2 separate regions of the Sus scrofa genome follow, and region 1 is linked to region 2. The links are chromatin contacts, called in public Hi-C maps. All regions are on one chromosome and are shown on one strand. The core of a region is the stretch at or near the end of the contact, and the rest is flanking DNA. Distances in the headings are between cores, read along the strand shown.

Region 1 (4,799 bases), core at 1,968-4,467, 460 kb after region 2:
CTTTTTTTTTTCTTTTTTTTTTTTGGTTTTGTCTTTTTTTCTATTTTTTTCTAGGGTCACTCCCGAGGCATGTGGAGGTTCCCAGGCTAGGGATCTAATCGGAGCTGTAGCCACTGGCCTACACCAGAGCCACAGCAACGCGGGATCTGAGTTGCGTCTTCCACCTACACCACACAGCTCACGGCAACGCCGGATCCTTAACTCACTAAGCAAGGCCAGGGATCGAACCCACAACCTCATGGTTCCTAGTCAGATTCGTTAACCACTGAGCCACGACGGGAACTCCTGAAGCATTTTTTTGATAGTGTACTGTATCAAAAATCCAAATGTTAGAGTTCCCGTCATGGTGCAGCAGAATTGAACATGACTAGGAACCACGAGGTAGCAGGTTCGATCCCTGGCCTTGCTCAGGGTAACAGCTCTGATTAGACCCTGAGCCTGGGAACCTCCACATGCCACGGGTGTGGACCTAAAAAGACAAAAAAAAAAAAAAAAAAAATCCTAATGTCATATTGAAAAGCCCAGATGTCACTGTCTTCAGAATGTCATGTCAGGTGTCCCATTTAGGCTGTTCTCTCCTGATACATTGCCTTTTTTTTTTTTTTTTTTTTGTCCTTTTGCCATTTCTTGGGCCATTCCCGTGGCATATGCAGGTTCCCAGGCTAGGGGTATAATTGGAGCTGTAGCTGCCAGCCTACACCACAGCCACAGCCACTTGGGATCCGAGCTGCGTCTTTGACCTACACCACAGCTCATGGCAACGCCAGATCGTTAACACACTGAACAAGGGCAGGGACCGAACCCGCAACCTCATGGTTCCTAGTCGGATTCGTTAACCACTGTGCCACGACGGGAACTCCTACTTGCTTTTAATAATTTTTTTTTTGTTTTTTTTTTTTGTCTTTCTGCCATTTTCTTGGCCTGCTCCTGTGGCATATGGAGGTTTCCAGGCTAGGGGTCGAATTGGAGCTGTAGCCGCCAGCCTACGCCACAGCCACAGCAACGTGGGATCCGAGCTGCGTCTGCAACCTACACCACAGCTCACGGCAACGCTGGATCCTTAACCCACTGAGCAAGGCCAGGGATCGAACCCTCAACTTCATGGTTCCTAGTCGGATTCGTTAGACACCGAGCCACGACAGGAACTCCCTACATTGCTTTTATAAAACATAATTCTGCCAACTGTATGCCTGTTGTACAGTGACCGACTGCCCCATTTGCCCATACCGAGCAGTTTCCACGGTTGGTCACCCTAACCTGTTGACAAATCTGTTTCCCATTGTTTCCAACTCTCCAGGAGGGAATGGAAGGCTTCTTATCTCTATTCATGCAATGGCTTGCATGTAAAAGCAGCATTAATATAAACACAACAGTAAGTTGTGGCTTAGCTGGTTATGAACCCTGACTGGTATCCATGAGGATGTGGGTTTAACCCCTGGCCTCGCTCAGTGGGTTAAGGATCTGGCATTGCCGTGAGCTGTGGTGTAGGTCGCAGATGCAGCTTGGAGCCTGGTGTAGGCCACCAAAAAAACCCAATAGGGACAGTTTACACTTGAGGATTGGTTATATTCCAGGCCTTGTGGTTAATGGTTAACTCCTTAGGACAACCAAATGAATTTTCTCCTTCTGTAGAGAAACTGAGGCTAAACCAGTTAAGCCCAGGATTTCAGAGGTTGGAGCTGAGGAAGAGAACTTAGTGGCCATTCCCTGTATTAGCATAGCGGTTTTCCAACTTTTTGATCTCAGGTCCCCTTTGCACTTTTTTTTTTGGTTTTAGTTTTTGGCTGGGCCCATGGCATGGAAGTTCCAAGGGCCAGGGATGGAATCTGAGCCACAGCAGTGATCCTTAACCCACTGTGCCACCTGGGAACTCCCCCTTTACACTCTTGAAAATTATTAATGATCCCCCCAAACTTTTATGTCTAGTTCATCAGATATTAACACTAATAATTAAAAAATTTTGGCATTCCTGTGGTGGCGCAGCAGAAACGAATCCTACTGGGAACCATGAGGTTGCAGGTTCGATCCTAGCCTCCCTCAGTGGGTTAAGGATCTGGTGTTGCCGTGAGCTGTGGTGTAGGTTGCAGACGTGGCTCGGATGTGGTGTGGCTGTGGCTGTGGCGTAGCTAACAGGTCCAATTAGACCCCTAGCCTGGGAACCTCCATATGCTGTGGGTGTGGCCCTAAAAGGACAAAAGACAAAAAAAAAATTAATTTACACGTCAATGAGCGTTAACATTAACAATACATTTTGTAAATGAAAAGTAACTTTATTTTCCAAAACAAAACAGCTTTAGTGGGAACAGTGGCAACTTTCTTTAATGATTGGCTTAAGAGAAAAATCCTAGATTTTCACACCTGCTTCTACATTCAATCTGTTACAAATGTGTATTAAGGAGTTCCCGTCGTGGCGCAGTGGTTAACGAATCTGACTAGGAACCACGAGGTTGAGGGTTCAATCCCTGGCCTTGCTCAGTGGGTTAAAGATCCGGCGTTGCCGTGAGCTGTGGTGTAGGTTGCAGACGCGGCTCGGATCCCGCGTTGCTGTGGCTCTGGCGTAGGCCGGCGTCTACAGCTCCAATTCGACCCCTAGCCTGGTAACCTCCATATGCCGCGGGAGCGGCCCAAGAAATAGCAAAAAGACCAAAAAAAAAAAAAAAAAAAAAAAAAAAGTAGTAACTAACCTGTGAAAAACACTGTGCATTTGTGAAGGAAAAAGAAAAAAGCAAATAACTTCTTAGTATAACAGTGACATTTTTTGCCTTCGTAGACCCCCCTCCCCCAGGTCCCTAGACATTTTAGCTGGCGCTGCTGTACTGTATAAAACTGTATTGAATCGCGCATTTACCCTTTTCAATGCCTTTGCGCCAGGCTTCGAGGTAAGAGATAATCATTGGTTTGCACTAATGCTCAGCTTTGGTTTTTATGCAGTCTGGGCCTTGCCATTGACACCGTCGAGGAGACGGATTGGAAAAACACGCACCTCCCCTCGGCCAAACTCTAACCTGCAAGCTCTTCCCCGGTTGTCCATACTTTGGACTACAACTCCCGGCAGAGCTCGCGGCAGGGGGGGGGGCGGTATCCGCAGCCGCGAGGGGCGAAAGTGACCCACGCCGTGACGGAGTGAAGGGGGTCGTACCTTTTTCGGGGGGCAGGCGCCGTGCCACAATTGGAGGATCCGGGAAGAGGGGGTGGAGCCAGTGTTTGGGTCAGCCAATAGTTTGCGGTCAGGCAGAAGCGAGGACGGGGCGTGGCAGCACTGACTCGCGGGCTGCGTGGGGCTCGCCGAGCCCAGGAACGCGGGTGTCTGAGGTAGGGACGCGTAGTTCTCGTGTCCCGACGGCTGGGCGCGGAAAATGGCGGCGAGATGGAGCAGCGAGAACGTGGTGGTGGAATTCCGCGACTCCCAGGTGAGCTGGGGACCAAATGGAGCCTTCTGAGCATGCGCCCTTCCCAGTTCCCCTCCCCCACGCTGCCGGGTCTGTCTCAGGGCGGCTGGCGACCCCCAGCCCGGGCTGGGGAGATGGTCAAGGGGGTGACCTGGAGGTGTCAGAGCTGAGTGGATGAGGGTTACCTTGAAGACCGTTGGGGGTGGTTGGGGCTGCCATGGGCGAGGTTTCGGGGTTTCCCTCGTGGATACAGGAGTGGGGTCGGCCTGAGGATATCCAAGTGCAGATATTGCGCTCTAGTGAGCGCTGAGGGAAGGCTTCCCACCACCGGAGTGGAGAGCGAGGGGGTGTTTGCTCCCCCTGCACCTAGTGACTTTGGGCAAGTTGCAGAACTTCTCTGAGCCTTAGGTAGATGTATTGAACCCTGCCTCACAGAACTTTGATGGAATGGAGTTAATAAAAAACTGCACGCGAGGTGCCCGTTTCAGCGCTTAAACCTTTAAGTGGTCTCTGATGCTAGGGTAGTGGAAGATACCGCGCAGTGAAGAGGCGTATGCATTTCGTGTGTTGCTCGGTTCGAATCCCAGCTCATATCTTAGCCTGTCATCACCCTTTGTGCATCTTTTCTCACCTGTAAGAGGTGCCAATTGTGTCTCTCTTAAAGGATTGATGTGAGAATTTTTATGAGGTCATACACTTAAAATGTGTGGCACAGTGCTGGACACATGGTGAGCCTAAAGGAAACTTAGTACTTTTTTTTTTTTTTTTTGTCTTTTTGCCATTTCTTGGGCTGCTCCCGCGGCATATGGAGGTTCCCAGGCTAGGGGTCCAATCGGAGCTGTAGCCGCCGGCCTACGCCAGAGCCACAGCAACGCGGGATCCGAGCCGCGACTGCAACCTACACCACAGCTCATGGCAACGCCGGATCGTTAACCCACTGAGCAAGGCCAGGGATTGAACCCGCAACCTTGTGGTTCCTAGTCAGATTCGTTAACCACTGAGCCACGACGTGAACTCCAAGAATTTTTTTTTTTGAAGTTCCCGTCATGGCTCAGCGGTTAATGAACCCGACTCGCATCCAAGAGGATGCAAGTTCGACCCCTGGCCTCGCTCAATGCGTTAAGGATCCGGTGTTTCGGTGAGCTGAGCTGTGGTGTAGGTCACAGACACAGCTCTGATCCCCTGTTGCTGTGGCTGTGGTGTAGGCCGGTGTCTACAGCTCCGATCCGACCCCTAGCTTGGGAACCTCCATATGCCGCAGGTGTGGCCTTAAAAAGACAGAAAGACAATAATAATAATAATAATTTTTTAAACCGTTTTTGTATTCTGTGCTTTCCATATGCCCAGCCTTGTGCTAAATGGTATATATACATTTCCTTTTTCTTTTTTCATTTTTTTTCTTTTTTCCTT
Region 2 (4,762 bases), core at 1,630-4,129:
GCTGTATTATAATTAACATTTTTTAATATGACAAAATGACCAAGATTATATGGTTGTACTTCTTATGGATTAGCTTGACAGAAGGATTGGTGGGCATGTTGTCTGAATTCTAGAATACAACTGATCCTTGCTGCTGTCAGTAATGACACCTATAAGGTCACTGCGCACCCTCAATTAGCAGAATTACAAGGTTGGGTTCCTGGGGGGGGTCTCTGGTCGTACCATTTTTGTAAACACATCAGTACATAATCTTGTTTTATGTGTTTCTGTTCAAAGACACCTTATTTAATATATCTTTCTTACAAATAATGATATGTAGTATTTTAATAAAACAATATTTCAATGACAGCATCTCTGTGCAATGCACTCTACAATACTGAGGTTGAACTACTTTAACTCTCCCCCTCATACACACACACACACACACACACATACACACAGGACTCACATAAGTAAATTTATACAGTACTGTAAACACATCCTACATACTGTACAGTAATGCAAATATAGTTCTGAAAAAAGGGAAGCTCAAACATTTAAAGTTTTATGAAAACATGAACTAGAATCTTACTGTTGATGGAGCTGAAGATTGGGTGATGGCACCAGGCAGAGTGTGGTTAAACCTCTCGACCTTGGCTTGCCCCACAAAAACCAAGGGAGAGGTTGGTGGAAGTCATTCTGCAGGAGGGGAAGAGGATGGAAGAGTGACAACTGTTGGTTCAACCTCAGGGGTTTGGCTCTCACCACTTGTTGATGCAATCGGCAATCTTCCTTCCCCAACTGGCTCCCAATACTGGGAGCCTGCATGGCTTTTCGCCTCAAATCCTTAAGCATCTTGGCATAGGGGGCAAACGCAAAGGAGATTAAGCGCTTAAAGTTGAGGCTGCGATCGAGCATAGGGTCACACACTTCCATGTCATTGAATAGTTTTCCCAAGGCAGAGTTCCATTCTGATATTTTGGCCGCTGTAAGAGGGACAATTCCTGGACTCTTAGGCTGACTTTCATCGCTGTCTTCGTTATCATGGACTCCAACGCCTTGTTTTGCCATCTCGTCCAGGTCTTCATTGGTGGGTTCTTAATCTCCCCCACATCCTCTTCCCTCATATCATCAAAACCTTCTCCACTTATTTGCCACGCGATAGGCATTATGTTTTTGACACTGTTTTTTATACTTTCTGTTACACCTTCAAAACCTTCAAAATTTTCCACACAGTCCAGCCAAACATTTTTCCAACAGTTATTGATAGCAGCCCGCTTGATGTTGTCCCAGGCTGTGCCAACATAATCAATAACGTTGTGTATAGTGACTGACTTCCAATAGTCCATCACGGTACTTTCCTTGTTGGCTTTGAGAGCCTCGAAAGCCTTGCTGTAAAGCTCCCTAGTATAGTGCGCCTTGAAGGCTTTTATTATGCCCTGATCCAGGGGTTGGATGAGAGACGTAGCATTTGGGGGCAAGAAAAGAACTTCTACGTTGGGGTGAGCATTTGTGAGTTCTTCACAGCAATGGACGGGCACATTATCCAAAATGAACAAAATCTTGAAGGCAAGGTTTCTGTCCTGGAGATAGTATTCAACTTCTGGTATGAAGCAACTCTGGAACCAATCAGACGTCATCCACGCTTTTTTGTTCCACCTCCAATGGACCGGCATATGGTTCACACTTTTCCCTTTAAATGCTTGTGAACTTGGAGCTCTGTACACCATTAGGGGTTTGCAGTTAAAGTCACCCTTGGCATTGGTGCACAAAAGCAGGGTTGCATAGTCTTGGAAAGATTTAAAGCCAGAGGCTTTGGAGGCCATTTGCGTTATATAGGTTCTTTTGCCAACATCCTTATAAAATAAGCCAGTCTCATCAGCATTGAAAACCTGCTCTTCCACATATCCTTTTTCCTTATAATACTTAGCAAGTATTTTTTAAATTTCTGCAGCCTCCTGATCTGCAGAACTTGTCTCACCTGCAAGCTTAACATTATTCACCCCATATCGCCTTTTGAAACGTGCAAGTCACCCAGCACTAGCCTAGGACGGTTTCACATTTTTCTGACCCTGGGTAACATGGCTGTAAATTTCGTTGGCTTTCAGCTTCACAGCAGTGCTGTCCACCACACCTTTTTTATCGGTTGTCTTCTCATGAATCCACAAATTGAGCCGCTTTTCCATTTTTTCCATTGCTTCCTCACCCCCACTATAGACGTCACTTCAGCACTTTCCGGAGCAGCCTCACGTACAGATCGGCGAATTTCCTTTTCTTTTTTTCTTGATGTAAAGGATTGTTGACTCATTAACATTGAACTCACGGCCAAGAGCACTACAACTCATGCCTAAACGAAGCTTATCTAACACTCGTATTTTCCCCGGAAGGCACATCACAGCCTTCTTGCGCTTAGGAACATTAGGCAGCACCTTAGCACCACGCTCGGGGGTCATTTTTAACAGCGAAATCACCAACAAAAAGCACAAAAATGCAAAAAACGCGGCACTAAAGTGATTGCGAAAAGGACACTTATTTACAGCATTCGAGCGGAAGAAGCAAGACCGCCTGCCTCTTTCAACCTTGGTACCACAAACCTTGGGTTGACTCAAAAATTTTCACTCTCTGCGCATGTCCGCAAATAACCCCAGAAAGCACCGCGAATATTAATTTTGGGGGTGATAATAAATTTTAACAAGTAAGCGATTTCAAAAATACCAAACTGCGAGTAATGAAGGTCTGCCGTATTCCCACGGGCAAAACAAACTTAGTTTAAGCATGTTTACTAAATCAAAGCAGCTGGTAGCTCTGAAGACTACAAGTTCCAGCATGCACCGCTTCGGCGCCCAGCCCGTGTTCCGCCAACCCCCACAGTAGCATCCAGCAGAAGGCACTGGTCCGGAAGTGTCGCATTCGACCACATACACTCTCTGCGCATGTGCAGAGGCTGGGGGCCGCCCCAGCCGCCGCCGCCGCCGCCCCCGCCGCAGCTCTATGGTGGCTCCCTAGAGCTTTGCCGTTGGGGGCAGCTGTTGCGGCCCTGCGACTCAGCCCCCCTCGTGCGGCAGCGATATGGAGGAATTCGACTCCGAAGACTTCTCCACCTCGGAGGAGGACGAGGACTACGTGCCGTCGGGTGAGCGACTCGGCTAGAGGCGAGAGGCAGCTTGCCCCGCCCCGCGTCTCACGTGAGGCGCGCTTGGCTCCCGTGCGTGGGCCCGGTGGCCCGGGTGGCTCTCGGGCGCGGGTGCCGCGCGTCCTCGTACCGCGCGGCCCCCGTGACCCGGGATGTGTGCCCCGGGCTGTCTCGCGCAGCCCTTTCTCGAGGCCTCACTTCGGCCGACGCCCCCTCTCGGAGTTCGGGAACTGGCACGTGAACAGGGCCCTATCTCTGGGGACGCTGGCGGTGGTCGGTCTTCGCGTACCCTCACCAACCTTGCAGTCTTCTGAAAGGCAGTCTGTCGCCAGACCTTCCGCCCCCAGGGAATTAATTGCTCGCTGGCATCACGGCAGAGATAGATATCTTCACTTTCTGCCTGCAGGAGGGATCTTCTTGTTAGCAAGTTCACTTAATGATACCCTTTGCCTCTCTGCAATGTCTGTATCCATTTCTCTCTTTTCAGACCTTGTTTTTGTATAGGTTTCTAAAACCGAACCCAGGCTGAAATAAACGTCACCCAGACCTACCCCTTCCGGCATCCTGCACCTTCCCCAGGCTTCCCCATCAAATTATAAGTATCTTCCTATAGAGTAGCTCCGATGAAAAATAAAACCAAAAAAGCCTAGGAGTTGTCCTTGTTTCCTCTCTTTTGTTCCAACCAGTGTGTCTGTGTGGAAAATGAGTTTCTCATCACTCTCTCTCCAATCTCACTCTTACTGAACAACTATTATTCTTCACTAAGACCTGAAGTAACTTCCCAGCTGGTTTCTCAGATTCCTTGTCCACCAACATTGGTCTTTACATATCTGCCAGTGTGATCATTTGAAAACCAGTTTTCATTTGAATCAAAGTTTTGTATGCACCTGCTGAAAAATAGTCAAATATTTCTTTTTTAAGTTATTTTATCTTAGAATGTTTTTTTGCTTTTGGGGACCATGGAAGTTCACAGGTTAAGGGTCAAATTGGAGCTGCAGCTGCCATCCTACTCCACAGTAAGAGGAACGCGGCATCTGAGCAGAGTCTGTGACATACACCACAGGTAGTGTAGCTGGCAACACCAGATCCTTAACCCACTGAGTAAGGCCAAGAAGGGAACCTGCATCCTCATGGATACTTGTCGGGTTCTTTTCTGCTGAGCCACAGTGGGAACTCCAAAAATAGTTAAATATTTCTAACAGATTTATTTTCAAATGGCAGTTCCTATCACTATTAATCATCCGTATCACTTCTCTGCAGAATGATATCTGCTTTTAAAATTTGGTATTTCCATTGTGTTTTCTTAATCTGTCCATGTTAAGTCTTATTTTTTTACCCCCTTTTAGCTTTCCCCTTACTGCTGACACATCTTTTCACCTTCAGACCCTCTCTAACTCTCCAGCCTGCTAATGTTCCTCTGTCTAATTTGGGTTAGGTCATTATTAAGTGTTTACTTTTTTAAAGCAACTGTGGACACCATGTTCTGGCCGAATCATGTGGTATATACCGTTATGGCTATTCCTGCACTAGTTTTCTCTGGAGTTAATCATTGCAATTTTGTTGTTGTTGCTTAGTTATTTATTTATTTATTTGTCTTTTTAGGGCTGCACCCACAGCATATGGAGGTTCCCAGGCTAGGGGTCAGTCGGA

What was found. A called contact is a pair of places that touch in the nucleus more often than the background predicts.
Region 1: a Hi-C map of liver shows a contact between it and region 2, with 9 times the contacts expected there. The contact joins the promoter of WDR59 here to the promoter of CFDP1 in region 2. A contact is called at or near these places in 1 of 5 promoter capture datasets (liver) and 1 of 47 Hi-C or Micro-C datasets (liver).

The regions. Positions count from the first base shown.
Region 1 is chr6:12,678,949-12,683,747 of Sscrofa11.1, forward strand. WDR59 (WD repeat-containing protein 59) reads left to right here and starts at 3,218. Exons shown (of 28, transcript XM_021093785.1): 1 at 3,218-3,410. The coding sequence starts at 3,357.
Region 2 is chr6:12,220,822-12,225,583 of Sscrofa11.1, forward strand. CFDP1 (craniofacial development protein 1) reads left to right here and starts at 2,880. Exons shown (of 7, transcript XM_021093775.1): 1 at 2,880-3,112. The coding sequence starts at 3,049.